Linked DNA regions of Rattus norvegicus: region 2 is linked to region 1. A link is a contact called in public Hi-C data. All regions are on one chromosome and are shown on one strand. Each heading gives the region's core, a stretch centred on a gene start, on an enhancer-like site or on the middle of the called end of the contact. The rest is flanking DNA. Distances are from core to core; before and after follow the strand shown. Region 1 overlaps Mtrf1 (mitochondrial translation release factor 1). Region 2 holds the start of Wbp4 (WW domain binding protein 4).

What was found. A called contact is a pair of places that touch in the nucleus more often than the background predicts.
Region 2: a Hi-C map of Schwann cells shows a contact between it and region 1, with 4 times the contacts expected there. The contact joins the promoter of Wbp4 here to the enhancer-like site in region 1. A contact is called at or near these places in 4 of 12 Hi-C or Micro-C datasets (the A7r5 cell line, Schwann cells, kidney and 1 more).

Annotation. Positions count from the first base shown.
Region 1 is chr15:61,193,793-61,201,596 of GRCr8, forward strand. It overlaps Mtrf1 (mitochondrial translation release factor 1), which reads left to right. Exons shown (of 11, transcript NM_001399523.1): 7 at 3,640-3,812; 8 at 5,100-5,217. Among named protein-coding and RNA genes, the nearest start is that of Mtrf1, 12 kb to the left of the region's middle. Within about 2 kb of position 4,404, at least 8 of the 93 cell types and tissues checked have an H3K27ac peak or open chromatin away from gene starts, as enhancers often do. A contact at or near this core is called in Schwann cells, where this site is marked.
Region 2 is chr15:61,295,541-61,303,344 of GRCr8, forward strand. It overlaps Wbp4 (WW domain binding protein 4), which reads right to left and starts at 4,200. Exons shown (of 11, transcript NM_053766.2): 1 at 4,097-4,200; 2 at 3,624-3,819; 3 at 3,034-3,106; 4 at 1-26. The coding sequence starts at 3,625. It overlaps Trnae-uuc8 (transfer RNA glutamic acid (anticodon UUC) 8), which reads left to right and starts at 4,341; the gene lies at 4,341-4,412. It overlaps LOC134481995 (a long non-coding RNA gene), which reads left to right. Exons shown (of 2, transcript XR_010057966.1): 2 at 1-2,653.

The DNA.
Region 1 (7,804 bases), core at 3,154-5,653:
GGTACAGACTGGCAAGTCCAGCAATATACCTTCACTCCCTTTCTCTAGGGGATATCAGCCCTTCACCGTCTTTTAAAATTCAGGCAGCAGGGAGCTTTGTTAGCGTCCGTCCAGATGCTGGCACATTGGTCCAGGGGCTAGTGGGTGATATCAGTCTCACAGCTAAATGTCAACATTGTATTTAGTGCTCTAAACAGGCTCCTGTTTTCCCCTGCAAAAGTCTCTTGATAAATAGATGAACTGAAAAATGTGTCATATTCCTTTATATGCACTGGTCAGATAATCTGCACACATAGCTCCTCTTTTATCTGTGCAGGACCACAGTCATGGATGATGCTGTGGGTGGGGGTGGGAGACAAAGCATGGGCAAGGATATAAGCTAGCTGTTATGTAAACTAGCGGACTGCACATAGCTAGGGAGAGAGGAATTGAATGAAACCCACTGGCTCTATTAATTTACACAGGAAAGATGTAGGATTCTCCAGTTTATATAAATTCAAATGTTTGTATTCAGCATGAAGTAAAGAGCATGGCCGGGAGAGAATAATTTTGTGTCTCTCTGTGTCTGTCTGTCTGTCTGTCTGTCTCTGTGTGTCTTTCTGTCCTTCCTTCTTTCTTTCATCTTTTTTAAGTTCTCACTACATAACCCTGGCTATCCTAGAAATCACTTTGTAAACCAGACTGGCCTGAAATTCATAAGATTGAACTGTCTGTCCCTCTGGAGTGCTGGGATTAAAGGTGTGTGCCACCACTCCTGGCGAGGAGAATCATGTTAGAGTGTTAGGTAGGAAATTTAAATGTCGTGGCTTCACTCTGTCTTAGTTCCTGGCTTAATGAATGGAATGCAACCATCACATTTTTTATATCTGTCTCCTAATGCATATCTGTCACCTGGTAAAGGCACTGGCTGCACAGGCCTGGAGACCTGAGGTAGTTAGAGAGAACCTATTCCAGGAAGGGTTCCTCTGATCTCCACATCAGTCTCTTTGCATGATCACTCTATACTATACACACTATTAATTAATGAAAAATAATTGATTATTTTCAGATGGTTAAAGGAACCTACCCAATTCATTGTGTTTTTTCAAAGCGCTATTATATTGGTAAGACTAGTAAAGGACCCAATCAAGCATTTAGCCTTTCCCATGTAACTGTGCCATTGGCTAATCAAGCTGTAGTCAGGGAAAGATGGGTGTATCCTTTTAAATTGTTTTTTTGTTATTGTTGTTGTTGTTTTATTTTTTGAAATAAGGTCTTACTGTGTAGCTTTCACTGGCCTGGAACTCCCTATATAGACTAGGCTGACCTTTGACTCATAGAAATCCACCTGCCTCTGCCTCCCAAGTGTTGGGGTTAAAGGCATATACCACCATACCTGGCAGATATATCTTTATAAATGATCTATTTTATTTGATGAGTAAAAAGGGAATCAATAAGGCTGTTTTATAACCCTTAGTAATGCATTAGACTTGATAAGAAGCTGCCGAGACCGTATGTTTGCCAAGGGGTGCATGAGTGCTGCAGTGTACGTGTGGGGGTCACAGGACAACTTGCAAGAGTCAGTTCTCTCCTTGTACCATGTGGGTCCCAGGGACTGAATGCAGGCTTGGCAGTGAGCCTTTACCCACTGGGTCATCTCATCGACCCTTTCGTAGATTAAAGGAGAGCTAGCAGGCACCACATGTCCCTATAATCTTGCCAAGGGCTCAGGCTGATGTAGGTCCAGTCTCCGGACCCCATCTCAGCAGCAGAACAGGGTTAGCTTGCAGCAAGAATATGTAGTCGGGCTGGAGGGATGGCTCAGCAGTTAAGAGCACTGGCTGCTCTTCCAGAAGACCTGGATTCAATTCCTAGCACCCACATGGCAGCTCACAGATGTCTGTAACTGGATCTATTCCAGGGGATATGACACACAAACGTTCATGCAGACTGCTGGACTTCTGTAGGTCAACCACCTCAATACATAGGAATTTGAGAGGTGAAGGAAGAGACTTAAGGGACTTATCTCCTGGGGCTGGGGGTGATGGGCATTGAACCTAAGACCTTTTTCATTGATGAGCATGAACTTTGCTACTGAGCTATTAATTGGTTTTAAACAGAAAAGACTTCTCGGGGGATTTTCAGGTAAGTACACTTACAACGAAGACAGTAGTAAAGGTCACCATGTGCCGGCTCACTGTGATGATGAGTGTCCACTTGACACATCCTAGAATCGTCTAGTAAGAAAGTCTCAAGGAGCGACAGTCTAGACTAGACCGGCCTCTAGGCGTGTGTGCAGGTGATTATCTCGAGTGCCTTAGCTGATGTAGGAAGACCCGGCCTGAGGTGGGGAGCACCGTCACCTGGTTTTAGGCCTTGGACTGTAGACTGGAGAAAGCCAGCCGAGCAGTGGGCATGCATGTGTTTATTTTCCTCTCTGCTGACTGTGTATATAATCAGCTACTTCAGGTTCCTACTAAATTTCCCTGCGGTGATGGACTGTAGAGTGGAATTGTGAGCTAGAGTATACCCTTCCCCCCAAGTTGTTTTTCTTTCAGAGTGTTTTATCACATCAACAGACGTAGTGGAATTGAAAAGGACCTGGGGGAGGAGAGCGGGAGCAGGCGGTTACTGAATTACATATTTGAGTCTTGTGCTTTTCTATCCTGAATATTCATGGAGTTGTTTGCCTCTTTTACATTCAGTTTTTCATTTATTTTGGGTGGAAGGGCACATTGTGGGGTTCATGTAGAGGTCAGAGGACAACTTCAGAACATAGAACTTGGGTCATCAGGCTAGGCAGAAGTGCCTTTTTCTGCTGAGACATCTCATTGGCTATTTTATAACTTCTTATATCATAAAAATGTTTTTAAAAAGCTATTAGATAAAAAGCTAAAGCCTAACCACTAAGATTTTTTTGTGTGTATGTAACAATCTTTCCACATCCCAGATAAGGGTTAACTTTTAATTCTTGAAACTCAGAAGGGCTCAAAGATATTCAATGGTGGGAAATTGTGTTATTGAGCCTTTTCTGATGTATGGTGCTTATTTGCCTAAAAATTTACAGGTAATCCAATGCAGAAAATGTCCCAGTATTACTTTTTTCTTAAATGATATTTTTCTTAATATTACCAAGTAAAAGTTCTTTATAGAACAATTGGAATCCAAAAAGTACAAGCCAGATGTTAAGTGCAGCTGCATCTTGATTCCCAGCATTTGAGAGGTTGAAACAGAATTGTGAGTTCAAGGCCAGCCTGAATTACATAGCAAGACCCTATCTATAAATAAATAAATAAATAAATAAATAAATAAATAAATAGTACAAGAATTAAAACATAACTACACTGTTACTCACCTCCCCAGAGATGACCATAATAATATTCTTGACTTGTTTTATTTTATATATTTTTATATTCTATATAGGGATAATCTAGTTTATTTCTCTTGGGTTTCCATCTCATGTGCTGTATTCAGACAGGCCTTAGTTTAAGGATAGCTATAATCTTAATCTTTTTCAAAGTAGGATGCACTAGTATTGGGGTTGGGGATTTAGCTCAGTGGTAGAGCACTTGCCTAGCAAGCGCAAGGCCCTGGGTTCGGTCCTCAGCTCTGAAAAAAAAAAAAAAGAAAGCACTAGTATTTCTGAATCTTCCTCCCCAGGTGGACTGCATCATGCAGCTGCCCGCATTTCTGGTGACAGTGTCTATAAGCATTTGAAGTATGAAGGTGGAATTCATCGAGTTCAGCGAATCCCAGAGGTGGGCCTGTCATCTCGGATGCAGCGTATTCACACGGGGACGATGTCAGTTATTGTCCTTCCACAGCCAGATGAGGTAACTTCCCCAGGAAGTTCCCCAGGACATGTTTGTTTATTTTTATGTTCTGTCTGCACGTACATCTGCACGCCAGAAGAGGGCATCAGATCCCTTTATAGATGGTCGTGAACCATCATGCGGTTGCTGGGAATTGAACTTAGGATCTTTGAAGAGCAACCACTGCCCTTAACTTCTGAGCCATCTCTCCAGCCCCAGATCCCCTTTTCAAATAAAATTCAAGGAGTTAAAATGTGACCCACCAATAAACACACACGCGGTGGGGAGGGGAAAAGAGGGACCACTTAGCCTTAGGAGTAGTGGTTAAGGATTTACTCTGTAGTTTAGAATTCACCCATTTATATACATATACATAGCTCATATAGACTATAGTCTTAAATCTCAAAAACAACCCTCCTGTTAGATTCAATATTTTTGCCTTATAAGAGAGGAAACAAGTCTCAGAAGTGGTTAGCCTGAGGCTGCTCCACTGAGGTTAAAGCCCTCATAACCCCAAGTCAAAGCTCCTTTGTCCTCTGCTACTCTGCCCGGCGCACTCTACCCATCCTGTGGTTGTCTGTGTGGGAGCTGAAACAAGAAGATAGAATGTCACCCTGTCTGACCGTGGCCACAAACACCAGAAGGTGGAGCGGCTCAAGTGACTCACTGTGCACGTAGCATGGGACGCAGAGAGATCTTGGTGGGTTTCTAACAGGATCTGGTGACAATGAGATCAGTAATGTACATTATAGACATCTTTATGGTCTAGAGAACTGTTAGATAATCAGCAGTGAAACTCTTCAAAGATCCCACAATTCAGTGATCTCATACCATTCCAAGTCAGCGTTTAGAACCTGCACCCAGAAAGCAGGGTAAAATTCAGAGGTATAATGCGCGGTGCGTGCCCAGCTTGCGTGCCACCCGAAGTTCAGGCCTCGGCGCCCCCCAAATTAAAATAGGATCTCGTTAAAATTGGTCGTTTATTTCACTGTGTGGTGGTAGCACATGTCCTTAATTCCAACAGTCAGGAGGCAGAGCCAGGTGGATCTTTGGGTTCTTGAGTTTGAGGCCAGCCTGATTTATAGAGTGAGGTCCAAGACAGCCAGAGTTACACATAGAAACCCTGACTCAGCTGAGGGGGGGGGGTGTGGGTGTTTGGTATTATTTTTTTTTTAAATTCATGGTTTACATAAATAGTTTAGTTTATCTGAAAACTCTCAGAATAAAGTGTTTGTGGGATTGTGAATTTTCTTATGATATATATATATATATGTATATATGTATATATATTTTTTTTTCTCCCCCCAGGTAGATGTGAAAGTAGATCCCAGGGATCTGCGCGTAGACACATTTCGAGCCAGAGGAGCCGGTGGGCAGCATGTCAACACAACAGACAGTGCTGTGAGGCTCGTCCATATCCCCACAGGTGAGCAAGACTTTTCCTTTTGTCTTAGTTACTTTCTATCGCTGGGCTAGGACACTGTGACCAAGGCAACTTACAGAAGAAATTGTTTGATCTGGGGCTCGTGGTCCAGAGGGTCCGAGTCTGTGACCATTGTGGCAGGGAACATGGCAGCCGCAGGCACAGTGCTGTAGCAGTAGCTGAGAGCTTGTGCACAAGCCAGAGAGAGCTAAGGGAATGGTGTGGGCTTTGAAATCTTCAAGCCCACCCCCAAGTGACAAACCTCCCCAATTAGGCCACACCTCCTAATCCTTTCCAAACAGTTCTACCAACTTAGGACCAAGCATTCAAATATCTGAGCTAATGGGGGCTACTCTCATTCAAACCTCCACAGCTTTCATTTTTTCTTCCCTCTATATACTAACTAGCTAGTACTCAGAGGAAGGTCCTCTGGTAGTTTACAGCTCCTTGCACAAATGTAATTGCATTGCATTACAGATTGCAATGGCATTTGTGGGTCTGATGGGCCAGTGGTGTGTAGTTTCTCCTTCTGTTTGGAAGCAGTTCCTCTTTTGAAGGATGTGGGTGGTAAGCATAGCTGTGCAGGAAAGGCCTGGATAGAGGATGATAGTGGCTCCACGAGTTGTGCTTCGGTCCAGTTACAAGAGGACAGAGATACAGTGCAGACACACCATCGCTCTGGATCCTTTTTATCTTGAAGATGAACTTCCAGTGCTGTGAGGCTCTGCTGCACTAGCGGTGTCCCTGATACCAGGACACTTGGTCACCTTGACAAAGTACAAGATTTTATTTTTAATTCATCAAGGTGATTTTAAATACATTGTTTCACAACAGTGATAAACTCTGGGGAATTTATCATTGCACAGTGTTTTCACTGGATGAAAATTATAAATGGCTGAACACTAAGGCACGCCCCAGTAGGCATGAGAGGTTATAGGACAGCTATCGTACATGCAGACCGTCAACTTATTATGTGGTGCATTAGCATCACTTTTCAGAGTAAAACAATTTTTCCTTTTACTTTCATTTCTTTTTAAATTGTGTGTCTGTACTAGTGTTGGCATGTGTGCAAGTCTCGGCATACATGAAAGCTGGAAGGAGATTGATCCCAAAGAGCTGGACCTTATAGGTGTTTGCGAAGACACCTGACTTGTTATGTGGCTACTAGGATTCAAACTCTGAGCCTCGTGATTGATCTCAAGCACTGTCAGATGTAAAGCCAGGGCTAGAGAAATAGCTCCAGTTAAGATCACATACTGGAGTGTAGTTCTTAGCACCTACAGCAGGTGTCTCCCATTGCCTCTAACTCAAAGGCCTCTGACCACATGAGCAGTGCACTTGTCTTTTTTGTTGGTGGTCCAGAATTGGGTGATGGAAGTCATACTTGTTGGGGTTCAGGAATCAACACTCAAACCAAATACTGACCTCAGCTAAGCAAGAATAATTTATTGACTGCACACCGTAATACTGGATGTCCAGGACAGCAAAAAGGACTCGAGAGGCTAATTGCAGCCCCACTCTGCTCTCAGGATAGACTTTTTATAAGAAAAAAAAAATTAGGTTCAAAGGTTTAAAGGGCAAGGAGGGGAGCAGTTGACTCACTAGGCAAAATATTACCAGGTAACCTTTAAGCTGATTGGTCGTGAGTAAGGAAAGGGTTGGTGGATGGGTGATGAATAGGGGATTTCAGAACACTGAGATAACAGAGCATGAGTATTATAACCATAACTCTTTGGCTTATTAGTAGCATTCTTCAGTATCAGCCACAAAAACCATAGAACTCATACGTAGGTGCAGGAAGGGCTGCCCAGTGGTCAGCTCTGACTCAATCTGTTTTAGGTATAACAGTTCATATTGGCTGTTGTGGGTTTGGTCTAATGGTACCCGTATTATGTTAATCTGGGTCCCTAAAATTGTTGGTTTTGATTGGTAAATAAAGGTGCAGGTGGCCAATAGCAGGGAGACAGAGGCAAGACTTTTAGGATTCCCAGGCTAGAGACCAAGAAAAGAAGAGAGAGATCCGCCATGCTAGGACAAGCAGAGGAGAGACATCACACCTGAGAGACAGAGAGCATAGCCACCATGTAGGAGCCGGAGGATTGTGCCCTAAGAGGGCCCCTGACTGGGTGTGGGGCAGCCACGATGGAATATAGGTTTTAGTAGGTAATAATTTGGGAATATTGGAGGGGGGTGGATTAGCCATGTGGAGGTTAAGAAGTGACCCAGCCACATCATATATTATGATATGTTTAAGGCATATCATAATATAAAGGTTGTGCGTGTGCGTCTTTCATTCCAGAATCAGAACATTGTGGCGGGTACCAGGAGCTCTGCCACCGCTGGGGTCAAATGAGTAGCTTAATTGGGTATAGCTACGATTGACCTTTGATTTGTTGGGTCCTATGTAAAGCTTTGTGAGATTTCTTAAGATTAGCAAACCTCATACAGAACATTCAGAACAAATAGAACAAAACAGGGGATGTGGTCAGCATGTCCTTGAGCCAAGTCACTTCTCTGTGTTAGTGACTGGCAGGCATGTTACAGCAGCAATATGAAATAGTTGGCGGGCATGGAACAAAATGGTTACAGC
Region 2 (7,804 bases), core at 2,950-5,449, 100 kb after region 1:
TTTCCTCTTTCATGAAATTCAACACTCTGGAAAAGGAGAAAGGGAAATAATTATTAAATTCACAGTAAACTAACAGTGTACCCACAGGGCTGAAATATAAAATGGTCATGGCAGAAAACAGAAATGACCAGTTTAATGCAAACTGACCTCGTGTCAAATGATGCTAGTGGTGAAGCAGATTACTGCGCTCTCCCACCAGGCGTTCTCTGGTTCTTAGGATGAGCCAGGACAACCACGCCAGTGGGAGGACACACACAGTCCTCTCCTGACTGGCCCAGTGAATATGGGTATAAGAAGGGCTTGAGACATGAAGCCTTGCAAAAAGAAAGACGTCGCAGTTGGGCAGTGGCATACACCTGTAAGCCTAGCACTGGGAAGACCATTCAAGTTCCAAGCCAGTTGAAGCTATGTGCTCATGGGATAGCTCGTCTTGAAACAAAAAGATAATAACGAAAAAACCCTATTTGCCCAAACCAGAACAATCACCAAACAAATAAAAGCCACAGCAACAGCAACAGCAAAAAAACACCACCCACTACCTTTCAACATCAAATGTCAAAACTGGCAAAGCCTCTAAAACTTCATTGTTCTGTTTTTCTGTCTAAGAGAAATAAAAAATTATCCTTAAAGATTTGGTCTTAGCTGGGCAGTGGTGGGGCTCTCTTTTAATCTTTTAAGTACTCTGGAAGCAGAAGCAGGTAGATCTCTGAGTTGGAGGCCAGCCTAATCTACAGAGGTAGTTCCAGGATAGCCAGGGCTACACACAGAAACCCTGTTTCAAAGAGCCAAAGTAGGTAAAAGACTTGGTTTTTAAAACATTAAGAAAGATACCTAAAAACTTCCTTGTTTGGGCAGGTAAAATGGCTTAGTGGGTAAAGGTGCTTGCCACCAAACCTGACCACCAGATTCAACCCCCATGACCCACATGATCAAAGAACAGACTCCTGAAGTTGTCCACTGCCATTCCCATCATTCCCATACCAGGGAACACCCATACCAACACACACACACACACACACACACACACACACACACACACACACCGTACAATAAATTTAAAAAATTCCTCACATTGTGCAAAGTGATATAATAAAACAAAGTTACTCTTCGCAGTATTGTCTGTAGCGAAAACTTTGAAGTCTACCTACTGGGGACTGGCTAAGTGAACTGCGCACACTCCCACAGACCTTTACTGAACGGAAAGGAGCACAGTCTACGTACTGACATGAGAGACACCTTCAGGAGATACTGTTCAGTTATAAGACCCTGCTACCTTGTAAACAAGATGGAATAAAATACACGTACACAGAAGTAATGAAAGGGCAACATGGAAAAGGGGGAGGTGACTTCTGAAGAGGAGCATTAATTAGATGGCTGGGGACAGGGATGGCTGACTGAGCACTGGACCTACTTAAATAACCAGAAATTCTCACAAATTACAGATGGTGGTAAGAAATAAGAAATCCCCTAAAAGTCTGGCCGGTTGAGTCCTGTATAATGCATTAATCAAGCTATTCTAATATACTCCTCAGAGTACCTCTTTAAAACTTGAGTTCATAAGGCAAACAGTCATCTCTATTGTTCCTATACTGGGTTACTTACAGTTGATTATACCGTACAAAGAATACTGTATTAAAGCACCACTCAAAATTAAATACTGTTTTTCATTAATAGCTAAATCACTAGATATATGGGGAGACACACACAGACCTCTGGAAAGGTAATTTATTTTTATAACTTATTAAAATTATTTTACTGTGTAGGTACCTCCAGGGAAGGATACTTGTTTCGATCTATGTAGTTTTAAAATCTCATGGCAGTTTTGGTAAGGATTAACCTAAGCTAAATAAAATATGCACAATGTTCAGCAACTACTAGCAAAGCCAAGGGAAGAGCTACACTCCTCTCAGAGCCAAAGATGATTTAACAGTGTTCAATGACGGAATGCAGCATAAACCGTGGCATCATTCCGTGGTGTACAACAGTTCTGCCAAGTAGTAAGGTTATGCATAAGGCAAGATACTGTACGGCTGTTCATTTTATTTTATTTTATTTTTTTTCAAGACAGGCTTTCTGTGTAGACCTGGCTGTCCTTGAACTCACTCTGTACAACAGGTGGCCCTTGAGCTCAGAGATCTGCTTGGACCGGCCTCCCAATGCTGGGATTAGAGGTGGGAGCAGCGTCTGCCCTTGCTGACCCTGTAGGTTTCTAAAACTTACCTTGTGGGTCTATGCTCCTGTAAGTGCATATGCACCACATGGGGACAGTGGCTAACGGAGGTCACAGGAGGCTGTCAGATACCCTGAAACTGGAGTTACAGGGAGTTTTGAGCTTCCACGTGGGTCCTGGGAACTAGCCTCCAACCCTTGGCAAGAGTTGGAGTTGTTCTTTACTGCGGGGCCATCTCTCCAGTCCCCACAGTTTCTGATACAGTAGTTTGTCTTAATAGGCATGTCTGAAAGGGAAAAAAGCCAGCTGACTCTTATGCCCCAAAAGTTGGATCCAGGAATCAGGTGGTGGTGCACACCTTTATTCCCAACAGTTGGAAAGCAGAGGCACAAGGATCTCTGTGAGTTTGAGCCTAGCCTGGTCTAGAGTAAGTTGCTGTCTGAAAACAGTCTTGGAAAAACAAACAAACAAAAAAACCCCCCAAAATCAACCTGCCTGTGGGATCAAGTGTATCATCATAAGGAGTATTACAGTTGTTATACTTGTATTTCGTGAGGAAATAATGCTGTTCTCCCCTCTCTGGAGAACAGGGGAAAGTAGAATTTTTTTTCTTCTTAAGGGGCAGGTATTCCATAAACAAGGACAAGATCACTCCACTCACTGTCCAGTTCCTCAAAGGCCTCAGAAATAATTTGGTCTTAAGTTAGATTGATGCAAAGAAGGCTGTAGCTTTCATAAGGGGATTCAAAAGAAATCTTTTTAGGTTTTGAAGAATAAAGAGCACTGTACATGAAAATGGTTTATAAACACTACGTAGTAAAAAAGCAACACATCACATGAATATTTTACTAAAAATTTCATACAGGCCTATTGTCGGCTATCCAGCACTTGCAGTAATCACAGAATTTCTTCGGTTGTGACTTCCAGTAGTCGGCCCTGAAAAAGGAAAAACAACTCTTAAGTTTATCAAAAAAATTGAAAGAGAATTTTTATGCTTGTTAAAAACTGGGATATAAGGTTGTTGACGGACTTCTGTCTTAACAAAGCAGATGTACTATTTATGTAAAGCTAAATTCCGTGGAAAACTGCTCTCCCTAAGATAAATGACAGGCTTCTCGCTACAGCACGGTAATGAAGAAATACGAGTCTCAAAGAAGAGTACTTCCCTTCCCTGTGCCCTTCTAGCTAATTCATTTGTTCTGGGGACGCGAGGCTGGGAAAAGCCACAGGACTTCTGCAGCCGCAGCGTCACCCTGGCCTCCGGAGCCGGCGGGCGGGCGGGCGGGCGGGCGGGGGCAGCACCCAGGTCCGGGGCTCCGGCCGAAAGGGCGGCCGCGTTCTCCCAGAGAACCCGCCTGGCAGGTCGGGCAGCCCTGGGCGAGCGGAGGGGCGGGAGGAGGAGGAGGCCGCTCGCGGGCGCCTCGCGACGCAAGCCCAACCCGTCCCGACTCACATGATTGCGGCTGCTCCGTCTGTAGCCTGCGAGCCCGTTCACTGATGTCCGCCGGTGGCGAAAGCCTGGACCTCCGGGCTTCGGCGTCCCCCGACGCGGCGTTTCCGCGGGCGGCCTACGGCAGCCTCGACGGCCCAATCCGCGCGCGCGGTGTCACCGCCTCTTCCCCTCCCCCACGGGGCGGTACTCGCGGCGCCTGAGAGGTGGGGTCGGTATAAAGGGGTTGAGGTCACCCAGAAGGGACGAAAGCGCGACGGGACCGGAGCTGCGGCCCCTGAGCGTCCCAGCCAGGCTCCATCCCGCGGGTCTCACGCCTCCCGGGATCCAGAACCTCCACTCCCGAGTTGGCTCGCGGCCGAGAGGTTCGACCGCCTCCCCGCAACCCCCGCCGCGCGCAGCTGTTCCCACAGACGGCGCCGCCCTCGGCTTTGCCGGTTTGCCCGCCCGCTCTGTGATCGGGGAGCAGCCCGGACCTGACGGCTGAGAAAGAAAGGCGCAGCCGCCGGTTCCGGGAGCGCACGGGGCGCTGGGCTTCGCCTCAGAACTTTCCAGGGGCGCGTCGGCCCGCTCCTCCCCGCCGCCACGCCCGCGCGCTCCGCCGGGCTCGTGCCCGCGAGTGGGGCAGCGGCCGCGGGGGCGGCTTCAGCTCGCGTCGTGCAGAGCGGTAGCATCGCTGACGCTAGTCAGGTGGGTTACGGCAGTGCTCGTAGTAGCACTTCCCATATGGTCTAGCGGTTAGGATTCCTGGTTTTCACCCAGGCGGCCCGGGTTCGACTCCCGGTATGGGAACAGTATAGCTTTTCTTTTCTTAATATACTCGACTTTGGACGAACTGGTTTTGCTTTCTAGTGGCTCTGGTTAACTTCAGCGTCTGCGTTCGGTTGAGTTTGTGAGCAAACGGTGTAGTTGGTAGTGGGGCTGGGAACTAGCTCGCGGAGGCCGGATGAGCGGCCGGTGCCCTCCGGGCTATGCGGGAGGAGTTTCGCTTTCCCCGCCGCTGCACCCCGCCCTCAACCCGTACTTTTCCAGGCACTCGGGAGGTGATGATTAACTCGGGCCTCGCCTTATCTCCCCCCGCCCGGGTGCCCCCTCGGTCCACACCCTGCTCCGCCGCCCCCTTCCGACTCGGCGGGCCGGGGCGTGCCCGCCGCGCTCCAGTTACTGTCAACAGTGGCTGGAGACCCCTCGGCACGCCAGCCCCCGCTGCTCCCTATCGCCGGTCCCCTGGCGATCCTTATCGCTCGCCCGGTCCTGGGACCCCCGCCGCGTGCACTGCAGCCCGCCCCTCAAGCAGCCCTCGCCTTAAGGCAAGGCCTTTGCAGAACGCCTCTTATGTTCCTTCTAACTCCTCTTTCCTCTTCAAACACACGGCAAAACTGCGGAGAAGAAAAATACCACTGTGATGAGACGTCTGAAAGAACAGAACCGGCTTTCCGGGAGGCTGTTTGGAGCGTCACTGATTTAAAAAAAAAAAAAAAATCATGGGATGGAGGTGGAGCTTGGAAGACAGAAATTAGCCCGGAGACTGGGGAGGGGATGTTACAACAAAGTTGCACTGTACTTTTAAATATAGAAGCCCTGTGTTTATTACAAAGAAGCGGCCCAGCTGTGTCAGCAGCCCGAGCGCTGTAAAGGAAACAAAAGCGTTATCATAAATGCAAGTTGAAATTAGAAAAATGGGGCAGCTGTAATGTTTAGTCTGTTGGGCCTTTGGGCGCAAATAAGGAAAAACTGACTCCCGCGGATGAGTTTCTGGTCAGAGCCATTATTGAGCAGAAGTTTTGGTTGTTTGTGTGTTCCCGAAATATTTTATAGCCTTAACTGGCACAGCTGAATTTGAAAATAGCTATTTATGTGTTCTGTGCGATTAGTGGTTAATTGGCTTTTCCTCGTAAAAATTAAAACCAGAAAACCCCGTTAGCAAATATTTAAAACATGAGTGTTTATGCACATCTTCCCTCCCTCCCCCGATGTTTTGAGGTTCCCGCTGTTCAGGCGCTCTAGGCAGGTGGGTAATGCTGGGTAGAATCTCATTTCCGCTCCAGTCATTAGCTATGGGACCTTGTGGAGGTCTTCGACCTTAGTGTAGTGGTGTCTTCTAGCTTTGGAGCCGTAAGCACCTTATCATCGTTGTATTAAGATGGTTTCTCCGTGCGGCTCAAGATAGCCTAGAACTCATTGGAGCTGGAACTGCTGGGGTTTGGGATCCTCCTCCTTCTGTCTCTCAGCAGAGGGATTTCAGGCATTTGCCTCAACGCCTGTTTTAGAGTCTTTCTGAGGTTGAGGGTAAGGTAGGTATGCTCAGACCTCTTCTCATGCACCCCAGGGTAGCCTCCAAGTCTCTGTGATGATGAAGAGGCCCTTTTACCCTTGCTCCTGCCTCTTCGGTGCACAGATCACAGGCTTATGACACCAGACTAGATTTTAGAACAATGTTCATTAAAATTGTTTGTGTGTATGTACGTTTGCCTTCGTGTGTGCCACGTGTGTGTCTGGCGCCCAGGGAGGTCAGAACAGTGTGTCAGATCCTGGAACTGGAGTTACGGATGGTGGTGAACCACCGTGTTTGGGTGCTGGGGAATCAAACCCTGGTCTCAGCAGGAGTAACAAGTGCTCCAAACCTCTCTAGCAGCCCCCTAGGGTCTCCATACCAGTGTGTTCTTCACAACGTTTAGATAGATCTTGGACAGATAGTGGGAGCAGAAATTTATATCTACAACTTTCCTGTATCGCATGTCATCAAGAACCAGGCACTAAAGACTTTGTCCCAGATTTGGAAGAACAGACTCCTACCCCTGCTTTGTTTAATGTTTGCAAGTATTTGACTGGTGCTAACACTCGTGCTATCATAGATGGAACGGTGAGTGATCACAGGTGGGCATACTGCACGTTTGGGGTGAGTTAGGATGGTGGTAGGGTGATAGCATTCCTGCCCAAGATGTCCCCTGTCTAGCTCTGGGCCAGGTGGGAACAGGCAGGCAGGGTCCCAGGGACACATGGATTGCTCCTAGAGGTGAGGTGGAGGTTTGGCTCCGGGAAGGGCAAAATGGAGAGAGAGGGGGAGCACTTGCCCTGCACCTTGAAGAACTGGTTGGATTTCTCCCAGTGGGGAATGTAAATCAGAAAACCTGAGGTGGATGGGACTAGGACCAGGAGACTAGCCGGAAGTAGGGTTCAGTAGGCACGTGCTGGAGGCAGCCGGTGGCAGAGCAAGAAGAGAGGCAGGAATCTCAAAGTTTGTAATTTTGAGTAGGTTACATGCTCCTTTAATCAAGGATCGACCTTTTATATCAGGAGAGGTCTGCAAACATTTTTGACTCTTTGTTCTGTGTTATTGTTACTGTGAGACTGATCCTTATTGTCATAAGCCCAGGTTAGCAGATGTGTCACACCCCAGTTCGTCTCTGAAAAGCCTGAATGTGGCTGTGGTATGTGATGTGAAATAAGAAATTTTACTTCAGAAGACTCGGACAATAGAGGAACACGCAGGCTATTGTGTGCCTGTAGGTTTTATGTTTGGGCGTTGAATATTTACAGATGACTAGAATGGAGTAGCAATTAATTAGACCTTATGAAGTCTGGGTTTAAATTATGGCAGTGAATTGCAGGTGTCCCTTACACACCTTGATAATTCCTGAATAGTTGGGAAGATATACTGGATAAATGTCTGAAGATTCTTTCATTAGGTTGCCAGTGGCTAAGGTGTTCTCTCTAGACCATGAATAGCTGTCTGGACACATCAGCCAGTCTCTCTCTTTTTTAGCTACTTTCTGCTTAATTTACCTTTCTTGTTTGTTCATGTTTTCTTCCCTTGCTTGCTTTTGGCTGCAGTTAACCTGTAGACCTTTTTTAAACTAAAAGAATATTTTCTCTTACTCCCTCCCTCCCTCCCTCTCTCCCTCCCTTCCCTCCTCCACCCCTCTGTTCAGAGGACAACTTGTAGGACTCAGTTCTCCCTCTACCACATGGACCCCTGGGGAGACTCCGGGTGTCAGCCTTGGCTCTGGTACCTTTGTCTACTGAGCCATTTCCCTGGCCCTTTTTCAAATTTTAAAAAAGATTTCCTTTATTTGTATGAGCATCCTCCCACACGAATGCATGTGTTCCACGAGGGGCGTTTGGTGCCCGCAGAGGTCAGAGGAGGTTGTTGAATTCCTTTAGGACTGAAATCAGGATGGTTG